Linked DNA regions of Hordeum vulgare: region 1 is linked to region 2. Evidence: chromatin contacts called from public Hi-C data. All regions are on one chromosome and are shown on one strand. Each heading gives the region's core, a stretch centred on a gene start, on an enhancer-like site or on the middle of the called end of the contact. The rest is flanking DNA. Distances are from core to core; before and after follow the strand shown. Region 1 holds the start of LOC123448896 (6-phosphofructo-2-kinase/fructose-2,6-bisphosphatase-like). Region 2 holds the start of LOC123448892 (protein MALE DISCOVERER 2-like).

The links. A called contact is a pair of places that touch in the nucleus more often than the background predicts.
Region 1: a contact with region 2 is called in a Hi-C map of leaf, with 2.5 times the contacts expected there. The contact joins the promoter of LOC123448896 here to the promoter of LOC123448892 in region 2. A contact is called at or near these places in 1 of 6 Hi-C or Micro-C datasets (leaf) and 1 of 1 datasets of contacts at active chromatin or transcription factors (embryo).

What each region holds. Positions count from the first base shown.
Region 1 is chr4H:449,246,071-449,253,121 of MorexV3_pseudomolecules_assembly, forward strand. It overlaps LOC123448896 (6-phosphofructo-2-kinase/fructose-2,6-bisphosphatase-like), which reads right to left and starts at 1,643. Exons shown (of 23, transcript XM_045125931.1): 1 at 433-1,643; 2 at 283-346. The coding sequence starts at 579. It overlaps LOC123448897 (protein CHUP1, chloroplastic), which reads right to left and starts at 4,915. Exons shown (of 5, transcript XM_045125933.1): 1 at 4,140-4,915; 2 at 3,233-3,549; 3 at 3,034-3,145; 4 at 2,671-2,802; 5 at 2,076-2,572. The coding sequence starts at 4,760. The coding sequence ends at 2,498. LOC123448898 (a long non-coding RNA gene) reads left to right here and starts at 5,183. Exons shown (of 2, transcript XR_006631938.1): 1 at 5,183-5,845; 2 at 5,946-6,260.
Region 2 is chr4H:448,596,645-448,604,041 of MorexV3_pseudomolecules_assembly, forward strand. It overlaps LOC123448892 (protein MALE DISCOVERER 2-like), which reads left to right and starts at 5,681. Exons shown (of 6, transcript XM_045125928.1): 1 at 5,681-6,012; 2 at 6,107-6,170; 3 at 7,002-7,397. The coding sequence starts at 5,937.

The sequences.
Region 1 (7,051 bases), core at 393-2,892, 650 kb after region 2:
GTTAGCCGGAGCAAATGTTCAGCTCAAGAATCACTTTATTTTATTTCGAAGACCCAACTCCATGTACTACATTGTTATACTCAGGAATGACAAATCACTAGTGGCTAGTTCATGAAAAATGTGTACACATTAAACGGACAGGAGGCAACCCCAATAAATAAAAACCAGAGCATCCCGGTAGCATGGCGCAGCAACATAGCTCATCATAGCCCAAGCTTCCGAGGAAGGGATCTCAAACCCACGGGGAGCCGTGGAACAGCATGGTAAAATCAGCCGACTCACCGTGGCGAGAAGGGAGGACGCAGCTGAGCTCCCAAATGGCGGCCGCGGCCCGCTCCATCGGCAGCTGCGAACACAACCAGGAAAAAAATCACATCACTCCCCGCACGGGGAACATACTCGCGAACAAGAGGGGATGGATGCGACGCTTACGGCCTTGGAAGGGTCCCACGAGCCGGCGGCGGGGTGGGAGCCGAAGAGGTGAGGGGCGAGGCCGAGCGCCGCCAGGCGGGGGCTCTCCAACTTGACCGAGACATACTGATGGTCGGATGCTCCGCCGGAGCTCGCCGCCGTCGCCATCGCCGGGGAGGCCAGAAGGAAGGGGGGCTTGGAAGGTGCCGGAAGGAAGGAAAGCGGGCGCGTCTGTGTCGTCTTTTCGTGCGACTGTCAAGTGGGGCCACGAGGTGGGTGCGAATGCGATGGTGGTAGATCCCTTCGTAATCCGCAACAGCGGGTGGGGCCGGAAACGTACCTGGCCCACCAGCCAGCCCAAGAATGTCCGATGGCAACCGCGCTACCGCCGGCCGGCGACGGTGACGGCGGGCGAAGCGTCTCAGCGCGGAGAAAGGGGGCGAGCAGCTTAGAGAGAGAGAGAGAGAGAGAGAGAGAGACGCGGGGAGTAGGCGTCGCGGCGCGAGACGCCGTCATATGGACCGACCCGCCGCCGCCGGTTTTTTCCGTCTCACCAGGTATCTGGGGGTGGCTGATTCCTTCCTTTTCCGTCTGTCTGTGTGATGCTCTTGCAGATTTTGCAGCAGCCTGCCAGAGCCATGGCCTTCGTGCTTGGTTTGCTCGCGCATCTCTGTTGGGTAGTTTCTTTACTCGCAAATTCGTTCCAGCATTGGTGGATTGTGCTGCATACTGGGCTTATGGTGCTTGTTAGGTGGTTTTTTCTTCTGAGGGTTATAGATGGTACTGTTATTGCTTACGGACTATAGCTGCGGAAGAAGTAAAGGACGCTGTTGATTCAGCACATAGTTGAACGCATTTTGAGCGAAACAATGCGGCAGTCAACAGCAGAATCTGAAATGGTAGGTGCCGTAGGGGTAGGGCTAAGTTGATTGGCGCCCGTGCTTTTGTCTTCACAGCAACCTTGTAGAATGTAGATTTTCTCTGGTTTGTGGATATTTGGCACCGGGAACACTTGCACATTTTGCCAAACCACATGATCGTGCTGCCTTTGATCCAAACACGATTTGAGACACGATAGTACTTCTTGAAATATTCTGTACCTTATTGTTAGACCATCCGCATCACATTATGCTTAATGGGAAACCAAAGGAGAGATGCGCTTTGGCAACTATTGCTTGATGGGAAGCATTTACAGCCAATTTTCTCTTGAGCAAACCTCAAACAAATTCTAACCAAAAAAAAAACCTTATTCAGTGTGCCCTAACTGTTGTCAATCTTAATCTTTAGGAATGAAGGGCACATACTGTATAATAGGGCTATCCAGCATTGGTGGATTGTGGAAAATATCGGGCTTATGATGCTTAGGTGGTATTTTTATTGCTCACAGACAATTATAGCTCCTGAAGAAGTAGAGGATGTTGTTGATTCAACATACACTTGAATACACTCTAACAGCGGAATCTGAAAAGGTCGGCGTCCTAGGGAAAAATTGATTTGTCTGCTTTTTTTATGGGAAAACTGGATGTATCTGATATTCTTATCAGTTGCTGCATAAATGCTGTTCAGGTTTGAATACTTGGAGCAGTCATCTAGTTTTTTAGCATTTACAGCCAATTTGCCCTTTATCAAACCTCAGACAAATTCTAACAAGAAAAGTCGTAATCTGTGTGCCCTAACAATTGTCAATCTTACTCTTTAGGAATGAAGGGCACATACTGTCGTCCTGTCTGTATCCGTAAATTCTGCCATTTCCACATTCTTACTTGATACTTCATGGTACAACCACCTAACAATCAAAGTGGTGGCTCTTGTTTTCTTTTATTTACCACCCTCTAATGACATTTTAGAATGTTCCCAGAAGGTGTACTTAAATTAAGAGTTGTGTGTGGATGTACTTGGAATTCTCAGGCTTCAAATTGCATCCAAGAGGTCCGCATCTTAGATGCAAAATAGTTAAGTTAAGAAAATTGTTCACGGGATTATCCTGGGGACTAGTGGAGTCGACCTGGAGCCAACCTCGGCAGAACTTAATCATGTCCGTTGTATCCCAGTGATGCTTATTTGAACCCAGGTATACTCCATCAGATCACTCTGGCTTGCTTGCATACATCTTGAGTTCATGGAACACTTTCCGGCAACCCTCATCAAAGCCACCTGCAAGCTGCAAATTTGGTTTGTTGCGGTTACCTTGGTTAGTTAGTTTGTAGGTAGCAACTCATAATGTCATTCGAAAGCAATTCATGATTGCAGTAGAATTACCTGATGTATTCGGAAGGCAAAGCGGACACCTTGCAAGAGCAGTTCCTCATCATTTACAAATGGATCTGACTTCAGTGCATTCATAATGCGGTTCATGTATTCTTTTGCCAGCTTCAATGAAGCGGCCTTTAGCTGTTAAGGTAGCAAGAGGATACTTCATATATGATATGTCTATTAGACATGAATTTATACTTTTATAGCGAAAAGGGTAGTGGGATAATTCCTATGTGTACCACATAACTCGTAAGTTGGTTTGTTCCAGTTGAAGACGAATTTGTAAAATGCACTTAGCTATGTCTTCTCTATTATATCAAACTGAGGACAAAGATGGATATTAGAAGTTTGGGAGCACATAGTACATACTTGGCTTATGATTCCAGAGTCAAGCATCCAATCCCATGGGATCAGGAGATCTTTGTATCTTCCACTTGCACTGTCCCTTATTTTTTCAGTATTGTGAATACCTTGTTCAATTCTACAAGGGGAAGCATGAATCATGTTATATTGTTCAAAGTTTGACAATGCAACAGCCTTACTAAATGCATTCATTTCATCTACTCACTTATCCTGTAGAGCTTGCATGCGCTTCAAAGCCATAGGTGTAGCCACTCTCCTGTCGTCGTGAAATGATGATGCTTCTGCTTCCAGGTTCTTCAGATCCCGGTAGGTGAATGCTGCTTCTCTCATGGCATCTGCTTTCTTCTCAGGCCAGTTAGGGAAGTGCTTGAGCACTGCCCGTTCATCTATAAGGTATGATAGTTCCCCATCTAGCCACTTCACAAACTCTTCAACATCGGCTATTTCCTTGTATGCTGCATTTTGAACTTCCCTTGCCAGGAAGCTAATGAATTCACCCTGATTTTCTACATCTGATTTAATCTGTTGGAACAATAATCGCAAGGGAATATTTTTTTGGTTTGGTTAGGAAATTATTGATCTGTACAGAATAATAGGGAGAAAACATGACTCAGATGTACATTAAAAGATTATTCGTACTATAAAAAAATAAAGAGTTATATAACATTATCAACTGCAGGAGGAGGGAAACAGAAATATCAGAAGAACATGTCGCATGCTCTTAAACTAACACTTGGCGCTGCTTTTTTATCCATAAAGAAAATGATTTCATATACTGTAGTGTGTTCATAAGGTAATAAAGATGACTGAATAGATTACGCGATAAAAAAAGTTATACTCTTGTTGCGTAAGTTGGTTCGAAAAGAAAAGAAAAAGTTATACTCTTTAGGAATGAAGGGCACATACTGTTAGGAAATTATATTGTCTTTAATACAACAAATAACTGGTAACTGTCATGTGGGAGGAAGTATTCTGCAATTGTCATACTCTTGTTGCGTAAGTTGGTTCGAAAAGAAAAGAAAATTGAAACAAATAAAGGAATTGGCAGCTAAGTAAACAATATATCATATGCACATACTCTGAGAAAAAGATAGAAGAACATATGTACTTACAGCTATAACATAAGCTGATCTGTTCTCTATCTCCCCGATCATGTCTCGGCTGTTAGTAGCTACTGGAATTCCCACAGATCCAGACTTCACATCGCTTTTGCCTTCTCTTCTTACTAACAACCGATACAACTCAACTACCTCTGGCACTCTTTGGACTGCCTTAGTGCTCTTCAGTAATTTGGAAGGTAGGGGAGGTGGCGGTGGAGGAGGAGGACCCATGGATCCTTCCTTTTTTGCCTTGATGATCGGTTGGATACACGTCGGACTTGGTGGTGGATTAGGAACCCTTGGTGCTCTTGATTTCACTGACGGTGCCCTAGAAAATTGCTGCCTGATGTAACATACCGAGCTGTTGAGATCGATAGCTTCCTTCACATCATCATTGTTGTGAACAAACTGTTTTTCCTTGAAGTAGTTGTTGCTGGTGGCAGAATTCTCCGGCTTCTTCCACATTATCTTTCTATCAGTATCCTGCCCTTCAAGTGAGGAGACTTGGCCTTTTAGACGGCTGACTTGATGCCTCAGTTGCTTGTTCTCCTCTTCCAGAGTGTGGTTCCTCTCGATCAGGCCATGGAGCTTGCTTCTCAGAAGTGCAACGCATGCATCACCCTCCCTCATCATCTCTTCTTCGCTAGAGGAGATGATCTCTGTGTATGGTGGTACTGATTCCTCTCGTATAATCTATATGTCTCCTACTTCATCACTCATATAGTTTGGTGGAGCACTAAAGGAGATGTAAGTGAGCTTCTGTACAATTCTGTTGAATCTAGGCAAGAGGAACTTACATATGTGCAGGGAAAAACTGGTGGAACATAAAGTTAGGTAGGATAGGTGCTGCTGCTAGGCTAATTACTTGTCCTTCAAGTGATTGCTATGGGGTACCTATCTTCTTTGTGTAACTTCACTAAAGAAAATTCAGTCGTACAAGCTTACGTGTTTCTCTTGTCCTTTTGTGTACAACTATTTTCCAATTCTATCATACATAATTTACCACTGTCTATGTTCAGTTCACATGGCTGGTATATTTTCTAGATTTACCTTTAGCTGTCGGTGTGCTATTTTATACCAAGCAGGAGGTAGAAGTTTTTTATCGCTCTTCTTTCCCTGAAAAATATGTCATTCTCCTTCATGCTTGGATTCTTCCGATTGCACTTTTTTTTCTTTTTGTGAAGTTCTGACAGCAAAGCTTGAATACAAGCTTTCTTCTGCCTCAAGCTGTGTAAAAGGAACTCAGATGGAACTCCTTTACCAGTCCTGGACACCTTTGGCTAATAAGACCAAGTGAATATTTTGAAAAGTAGAGGGACAAGAAGAAACAAAATAAAGGAAATCCGAGCAAAAAGAACGGAAAAAGCAGATCTGAATGTGTTTCTCTTTCAAAGCACACAAGCATTGTCACGTTCCTTGGAACTGTTGCTCTTGCTGTAACAATCCTATTTCCTAACCCATGTGTTGTGATTGCTGAAGATTTCAGGTGAAGCCTTTCCTGCCTGTATCTGAACAGAATTGGGCATCTGCTTATGTCACCAAATATAGGTGATAGCAGAAACCCGAAAAAGACGCATCAAGAAGGAAATGTTATAAAGAAAATGTGCGTATGAAGATTCTAGAAATGTTATAAAGAAAGTGTGGAAATAAACTGTTGCAGGATGAACGACACGTCAAGAAGTATATTGCGGAGAGACAGAATTAAGCTGGCATCCAAGGTTAGTCTGTGTAATCTGAGATACAGGTACCAGTGTAAAGTCCCTGATCCGTAGGGGATTGCGGCCATGTTTAAGGAGTTCACTGATTTTGGTGTGTCAGTTTCCATGCTCGGATTGGGTGTGATTTGTGTAGAATGCGATCTCAGTACTCGGTTGGTGGAAGTACTACATACATAGATGCAGTGCGGTGCATCAACTGTGAAGGATGCTTCATCAAGATCTGTGTATGGACCCCCTGACTGCATGTATCATTACGCCTAATGATGTACTAATAGTTGCGCTCATAAATGTAAGGAGTATCTGGGACTGGGTAGTGATCATTTTCAATTATTCATACTGTATAGGCTACAGAAGGCGGACAACAAACTTGGCAAATTATTATGGAGGTTATATATGCCAGATTATGCCCAGGTAAGCATTGCTTTCATGAGTTTTCAGCTGTACTAATGTGTAATGCCAACTAAAAAATCGGCGATACTTAATGATTCACATACCCTCTATTATGTTCATCTGAAATCAACAAATGTTTTTTCCTAGGCATAATCACGACTGTTGACAATTATACTTTTATCAAGCGTTTTCCCAAAACGTATAGTTATATCAGTGAAGTTGATGCTCGCCGGCTGCCAGGGTGAAAGTGAGTCTCACTCCAGCCGTTTGGCGTCGCTTGTTGGATTATACTGTACGTCGTACTTGGGTCTTGGTATGGCGCCATAGCGGCCCGTGTATGTAGAAAGAAAGAAAGAAATCTTGGCAGTGCATGCATCAGCGTCAGGCTTTTTCTGGTGAAGTTTGGGCGGTGCTTTCCTGACCCGACGTTTGTACTGGACTACTGAACGGTGGATCGTTGTCAGAGTACAGAAAATAGACCAGATTTCTTCACGGAAAATGACGGCCTTCAATCTGGATGGCGTCCGCGCGCCAGCTTGTTCCGGTGAGTCATCCCATCACGCCATTTCAGTTCACGGAAGTTTTTTTTTTTTTTTTTTTTGCAGCAGCAGATCACGAGAGATCGTAGTTATACTTTGAAACTTTCCATCACTAGACTAGGAAGCTCAAGAAAATGGTTTAGGCAACACAAGTACATGTGGTAAGCAACCTAAACTTGACATAAGAAAATGGTTTAGGTGATGAAGAAACTGCGAGTAAAATGCACAGAGCCACCACAATAGCAATAACGACGTGATTAGCAGAAAACCATCACTT
Region 2 (7,397 bases), core at 4,431-6,930:
CACCTTTTTTTGGTCTCTGTACCTCCCAGACCAAACCGAACTGGACCAACAATGGCACGGACGACGACGGTGGCTAAGCCAAGCACCAGCACGACAACCAGGCAGTTGGGCATACTTTACTAGCTATATAATATAGTAGGAGTACTCCGTAGTACATTCAATCTCTTGTGTGTTAGGCTGGTCACAATGGGGAGGAACTTAGTAGTAACATCACACACTTCAATACAACTTTGCTTATGTGGCACGTATTTAATGAAGAAAGAGGTGCTTGTGGTAACTAGCTAAGTTACCGGAACATCACACACTCCAAGAAACAATGAGTCTATAGCCTGATAAATGCATTGTTGCATGACACTACATACATGTTACTCCTCATTGTGGAGGTAGGAACATAGTCTAGAAAAATGTGTAAGTTCCTACCTTATGTTACTCCCCATTGTGACCAGCCTTATGCAAAGAAGAAGCAAAGGTGCCGAGAGCCAATCATGGGATAAGACTCGGCGAAACACACGCCACTTTGCGGTGCAGTGCAGCAAAACCAACTCGGTTACCGTGGTACCAGCTACGCTGCACATGATCCGAGCGCGCCGTTGCTTTACATCGGACGGCCGAAAAACGTCCAGGGAGCCGGATGCTTCGGATCTCAATCCAGTAGCTGTAGTATATTGGTAGGTATCCGTATCTCATCAAATTCTTAATGATCGCGTTGGATCGACCGACCGGCCATGCAGGGCGACGTTCGATCGAGGGCGTGAGCCGTCGTCGAGTGATTGGCCGGTGCTCGTTGGTTTATCCATCTTGCGTCCATGGTTGACCGTGCTCTTTTTTTTTTCCTATTCAGTGCTGCGGTTAGTGGTTACCGGTCCTAGTCTGGCCGGTGGGGTGTCTCATGCTTATGTTTATGTAGGAGATTTATGACGATAGCGGCGTCACGACCGATTCTTTCACGTGATGTGCAGGAGCTAGCTAGCTAGCATGGGCTTCATCCGATCCAGATTCGCCACCTTTGCGTCGTGCCGCTCGCTTTGCCACGCGTGAGCCGTAAGATTTTGAATCAAACTTTGAGATCAACCAAACAACATTAATTAAACATTAAAGTCGGACACGAAGGCCGACGAGAGTCCACGCGGCGACATTTCCATTTAAGAAAATTAAAAACAATCTAAACTACGAGGCGATGCGCTACCCTAGGCGTCGTCGTTGTCGCCCTCGGGGTCCGTGAGGTCGATGAGCGTTGGTGGAGGGCCGATCTAGGGGAACGCCGTGTTCCAGAGGCCGTTCATGTCGGGCGTGGGTTGTGCCGCCGCAGCCTGGCACGCCTCCTTCTCGGCTTCGCGTTGCTCCTCCTCGACGTCGCGCTCGAGCATCTCGAGGTACTCGCTGTGGCGGCACTCCTCGGCCAGTCGTCGCTAGCGCCAATGTTCGAGGTGCGCCGCCTCCTGCGTCGGCGTCGCCCCAACCCAGACCGGTGGCACACTGACCCACTCGTGCACTACTCCCATCCAGGAGTAGCGCTCGATCGGTTCCGGCTCCGGCTCGGCGTTGACAGGGGACGGCAGGGTCACCAGCGGCAGGACGCACCCGCCTGCCGCGGAGAGCGCCATAGCCGCCTCGTACGCCGCCTCCTCTTGCTCGCCCGCCGCCACCCTGCGCCGCTCGTCCTCCTTGCTTTCCCGTTAGACCGCCGCAAGGGCCGTCTGGTAGGTGGCCTCCGTCGCCTGGTCCTCCTCGCGGACGACGAGCGGGGGCGGTGGCACGGTGCGATCGACTTCGCGAATGCCGCGTCGCCTCACCTCCTCGTGCTCGAAGGCGAACCAGCTAGCCCACTTGGGCGAGTCGGTTGCCTAGGTGGGGTCGCGACGTTGCTCCGGCGTCAGGAGCGGCCGTCGGCGCCGCACCTCCTCCGCGTGCACCCTAGCGGACCTCGACGCCGTCAGCACTGAGATCGTCTCTGAATCCAGGTGCCAGTCGTGCGGCAAGGTAGCGTCGGGGTATGGGAGAGGCACGTGGTGCTGCCAGTGCCACTCCACCTGATGCACTGGCACGTTGATGCGCTGCCTCGGCCGGCAATCTGGCGCCGGCGGAGACATGAGGAACTCCGAGGGAAAAGGAGCGGCGGGAGACTTGCCCTTGGCCTTGCTGATGTCGGCGCCGGAGAAGGGCACCATCTTACACGGCCGGGGTGGCTAGGTTTTGCCGGCGATGGGGGAGCGAGTGTGGCTAGATGGGGTTTAGGGTTTTTGGCTGGAAGCGGATGAGGACAGCCCCGTCGCACGGTCGGCTTAAAAAAAACGACCGCCGTCGCTGACGCGTGGGCCCGAGGTCATAAATGAAGTTGACCAGGTAGGCCGTGGACAGTTGGACGACCGTCAGGTGGGACGCGACGGACACCGTGAAGGCGTGTGTGGCGTCCGTTTCGCGTCCATACCGACGCATTTGAGACGAAAATTTAGACCGCAAATGCGTCGGCACGGACGCAAAGCGGACTCGATTTAGGTTTGGATCGGTGCGTTGGGCCTTCTCTCTTATCCACGTCGATCCAAACAAACGACGGCATATGAAATGGATCACCACATTAGAATTGCTCTTATAGACTTACAGTGTAGCATCCATACAAGCAAAACAGTCAACAGATGCATCTATAAACAAAGCGCATGTTACAGTACATCGATATGGATCATCGGTTTTAAATCGGATGCTTTGTAGTGGCTAAGTCAGGCTATTGGACTTGGCCACGCAAAGGCAGCAAATTCGGATCGGCCTTCATCCTATCCTGTACGCGCGTCTCTTCTGGAACCAAAGGATCTTCAAACATACTTGTCTTCTTCTTTTTACCCATAGCTGAGTACTTACTTGGTCCCAGGATACATTTATATCTATACAAATCTAAGATAAGAATTTTAAGACGGAGGAAGTACTTGATTGGTTCAAAAGAATTGAAACAAAATTAAGTTTGACTAAATTTGTAGAAAAATAAACCAACATCTACGACATCAAATTAGCTTCATTAGATTCAGCAACATATGCTTTTATAATATATATATATATATATATATATATATATATATATATATATATATATATATATATATATATATATATATATATATATATATGATGTTGTAGAGGTCTCCCCGTAAAGAAAAGATGCTGTGGAGCTTAGAATATTATTATATAAAGTTGATCAAACTAAAAGGATTTGACTTAAGACAAATCTAGAACTTCAAATATTTTGGAGCAAATGAAGGAGCTAGTTTGGTGTTTATGGGGATCTGGGAATAAATATGGTGTCGTGGTGTCAAGGGGAGGAATGAAGATAGAGAAAATTGCTCAAAATTACACAATTATCAGCAATTTTAAAAAGTTACATCAAACATATTTTAGAACTATAACCAAAACCACATTTACCATCTGTTGAAGAACATTATTTTCTAATCAATAAAGCTCACATGTTACCTCAATAAATGTTCCAAACTTGTAGCCAAATCCATACCCAGGGGTGGACAGATATATGCAGGAGTTATCGCTTGACCTTGTTTTTGCATAGCGTACCGGACATATGAGGGTATTGTTGCTTTACCTTTGTCGCTACACTAACATTGTATTTGAAAATTTAATTTCAACCAAAACTAGGAGGAGGGGAATGTATCACACACAAAAGCGTCATCCTTGCCAATTCTATGATGAATGTCGATGGAATCCTGAGAGGTTTTGCCCGGAAAAGAGATAATGAAGAATACACTAGCGGAAACACTTCTTTGTTAACTACAAGACTATCTAAGAGCCGAAGAAATTAGCTTGTAGGCCTAGCCATTCTTGTCCTTTTTTGACACCAAGAGGTTCGGTATGTGTTGCATCTATGATACCATGGTTCAACTAGGGCAGCCCAAGTAGGTGGTGGGACGCGTCACAAGTACCCTTTGTATATGTGCTTCTACCATCATTGCAATCGACACATGACATCAATACATCAATGTTTTGACATGGTATATGGAAGGGGAGGGTGGCACTTTGCAACAAGGTGTTGGAGTGTAATTTCTGACCCTCTCCCACAGTCTATAATATGGGAATAACTGACCATTGCACGTTCATTATAGTATCAAAACCAAGAGGTATTGAGTTTAAGACTCTTTCAATGCAATATAAAAAATGATATTTGCCACCTACATGATCCCACGTCTAAGGACAAAAACAGTCTAGACAAGAGGAAGAACGTCGACATGCATTGGTCGTACATCCCCATCGGTTCACACTAGTAGTGAGATGGTTAGGTTCATACGACTTGCAACCAAAAAGTTTCTAGGTTCAAAACCTCGTAAACACAATAAGTAATTAGTGTATCCCGCTTCCACCACCCACACATCATAACTCTAAAGGAACGTAAACATGAGGGAAATGTTGGAGTATCATGTACATTCCTCTTCCACAATTCAAACTTGGATGAAGTAGTTGGACATGAAATCTACACAAGACTCCTCGATTATTCAAGATCACTGCTAGTAAAGGGATGTCAATTAACAAAGAACCCTGTAAAGGTCCTTCCTCGGGCCTCGCACAAGAAAATGCCATTCTAGTATAGACTAGGCCAAAATGTCACATTTGATCTCCTTCCTAATCTTGCACATCAGGATTTATGATAGCCTCGCCTCACAAGCCTTTTCTTCAAATGTCTTTAAACCTCTGAACACTCACCCACCTTTTGTAAAGACTATATATCATAATGTGGATATATTTTTGGGGCTACTTCACCTTCCAAGCCTTCTCACCAACAACAGGTGAAATGACCTCATTGCGACTTCATCTAAGGAGCATAGTAGGTGGCCCGTTGAGGTCCTTCTCCATGTATGCAAATTAGTTTTTTTTAGAAAAAGAGGTTCAAACCCCCGGCCTCTGCATCAATCGTTGCATATGGTCATTTTGTATGCAAATTAGTTGTGTCTACATAAGAGGCTAAGACAGAAGAAAACGGTCTTTGTTGTTCTTGAGGACTCAAAAAAAAAACTTAGCCTTAGGAGGGACATAATCCGCATTCGATGGCTATATTGCCTTTCTTTTTTGTGTCGATCGCAAAAACATTATCACCTGTAAATATTGTTAGATTTTCTATTTCTTCAAAGTGGCAGAGTATTGATATGAGAACCATTGTGAGGAATCTCACAACAATTTGTCAAGGGGAATGCACATGTAAGAAATCTTTACGGATACTTAGACATTTTGAAATCATATATCTTGGTGTACGCTGCATCATTTCGCAAGTAGACAACTTTCTAGAATGGGTTTAGTCAAAATCACACCCATACATTTTGAATAAGTGTTCGATTGCACCGTTAAAATAAATTATAACTAGTTTTGTAATTAATACATTTTAATAGCACCACATTTTACAAATAAAAAGTATTACTCTCTTTGTAAACTAATATAAGAGCGTATAGATTACTAAACTAATATTTTAAATGCTTTTATATTAGTTTACGGATGAAGTAATTTTTTGTTGTAAAAATTCACATTCATGTGAAAAAGTAACGGCCAAAGTTGTTGAAGACCATGATTATACCCCAAAAATGAAGAGGAAGGAAATCTAGGAGGTTGGTTCCACAGTGATGGGCAAACTGCATTAGTTCGCAATTCATGTATGTGGAGAATGATTAGATCAACGAACCAAACAATTTTAAAACGAAAGAGAAAAAAGAACCAACTAAAAGCTTCTTGTTGTGTAGTCGCCTTCGTGCAGCCTCCCTTTCCCTCTCCTCTCCACCACCTTCGGCTGCCACTTTCGCCGCCCGCCTCCACCGCCCTCTTCCCAACCACACCACGCGCCGTCTCTCCTCCGGCATCCCGCTTCCCGTGACCGCCGCCATCCACCTTCCGGATCAGATTTTCTCCCCTCCGACGCCAGCAACTGCGCCTCCACTGCTATTTTCTCGGCCCGTGCTGCGATGGAGTGGCCGCCGCCGCGCAGGCTCCTTCTTCTGTTCCTGCTTGCTTTTTCTTGGCGGCTTGGAGGAGGAGCAGGTTTACTTCTCTTTTGCTCGACCTTTGGATTGCTCCGAGTTGTTGGGTATGCATTTGGGCTAACGGCGTTTGCCATTTTGATTTGCTGCTGCAGGGATTGGAGGGTTCGGAGTTGGAGCTGAGGAGTTGAGCAGTAATGGAGCTTCTTTTAGTCGTAGGTGAGCGCTCAGATTCTGGAACTGGTTCTTTTTTGGTGCTTGCAGGAAATGGATCAGTGCGATTTTGCTATCCAGAGTTTGTGATTTTTTAGATTGGAGTTGGAACTAGAAAATACCCCTCTGTAAAGAAATATCACTAATTTAGTGATCTAAACCTCTTATATATCTTTATGGAGGGACCGAGGGAGTAGGTGTTTTTTTGTGTTGGCCTATTACCATTAATGTGTGACAAATGCCACAAATTTACCAGTTTGGTTGGAACCATCAACTCTTCAGCTCTGAACTAAACTGACATCCCTACTGATATTTTTCTTCTTGTAAAAATCGGAAGTCGGCTTATTCACTTATTTTTATACTATTAATGAAAAAAGATCTATTTGCCTCGCTTCCCTTTGAATATTTATCAACAGAGACAGTTTGCTGGGTGAAGCTCTGCAGTAGTAGCTACTTTTCTAGCATTCACGAATGGTGCCTGTGGTTATTTTAGAAAGACTTGGATTGTAGTCATGGAGAGATATACTATGTGACAGTAGGCTGTTGAGTGAGAGTTTTTTTTTTCTCACTGAATTTTAAACTTTAAAAATAAAAATATAGGTATTTGAAAGAGAAATATTGTATTTTACTATATCTCTTATTATATAAAATGATCGTGTGAATATGATAGTAGATGAATCAAAGGCAGGTGATTTTTGTACTTCCATCATCAGAAATGGCAAATATTTATCTTGATAATACAGTACTCCCTCCGTAGTGATGTAAACGCTCTTATATTTCTTTGCGGAGGGAGTACATCCCAAGTCCTAACTATTCCTTTTCTTGAACTTTCAAAAGATTGCTGCAGATTGGTGGTGAAAACCAAGGTGCCGGGTACCTTTTCTCACATGCACAAGCTCCAAAATCAGGACCAGTGTCTGCTCCATCACCCTCAGCGTTCATATCATCACCACCAGAAGGTGCACCATCGCCATTTTATTCACAACCAACGCCACAGCGATCCCCTTTACGCCATGATCCATCAATAGACCTTCCACACCCGCTTAAGTTTAAGCCTGCAGCTGGGGGAGCTGGGCACGATCATTCGGCTCAAACTCCATCTCACTCTGTGCATAAGCATTCCTGGACAACCTATGGTTTAGTTGCAGCAGGGGTTGCTGCCTTCCTTATCATATCAGCAGCTGGTGCTCTCTACTGCCGAGCTAAAAGGGTGGGGACTGTGAAACCTTGGGT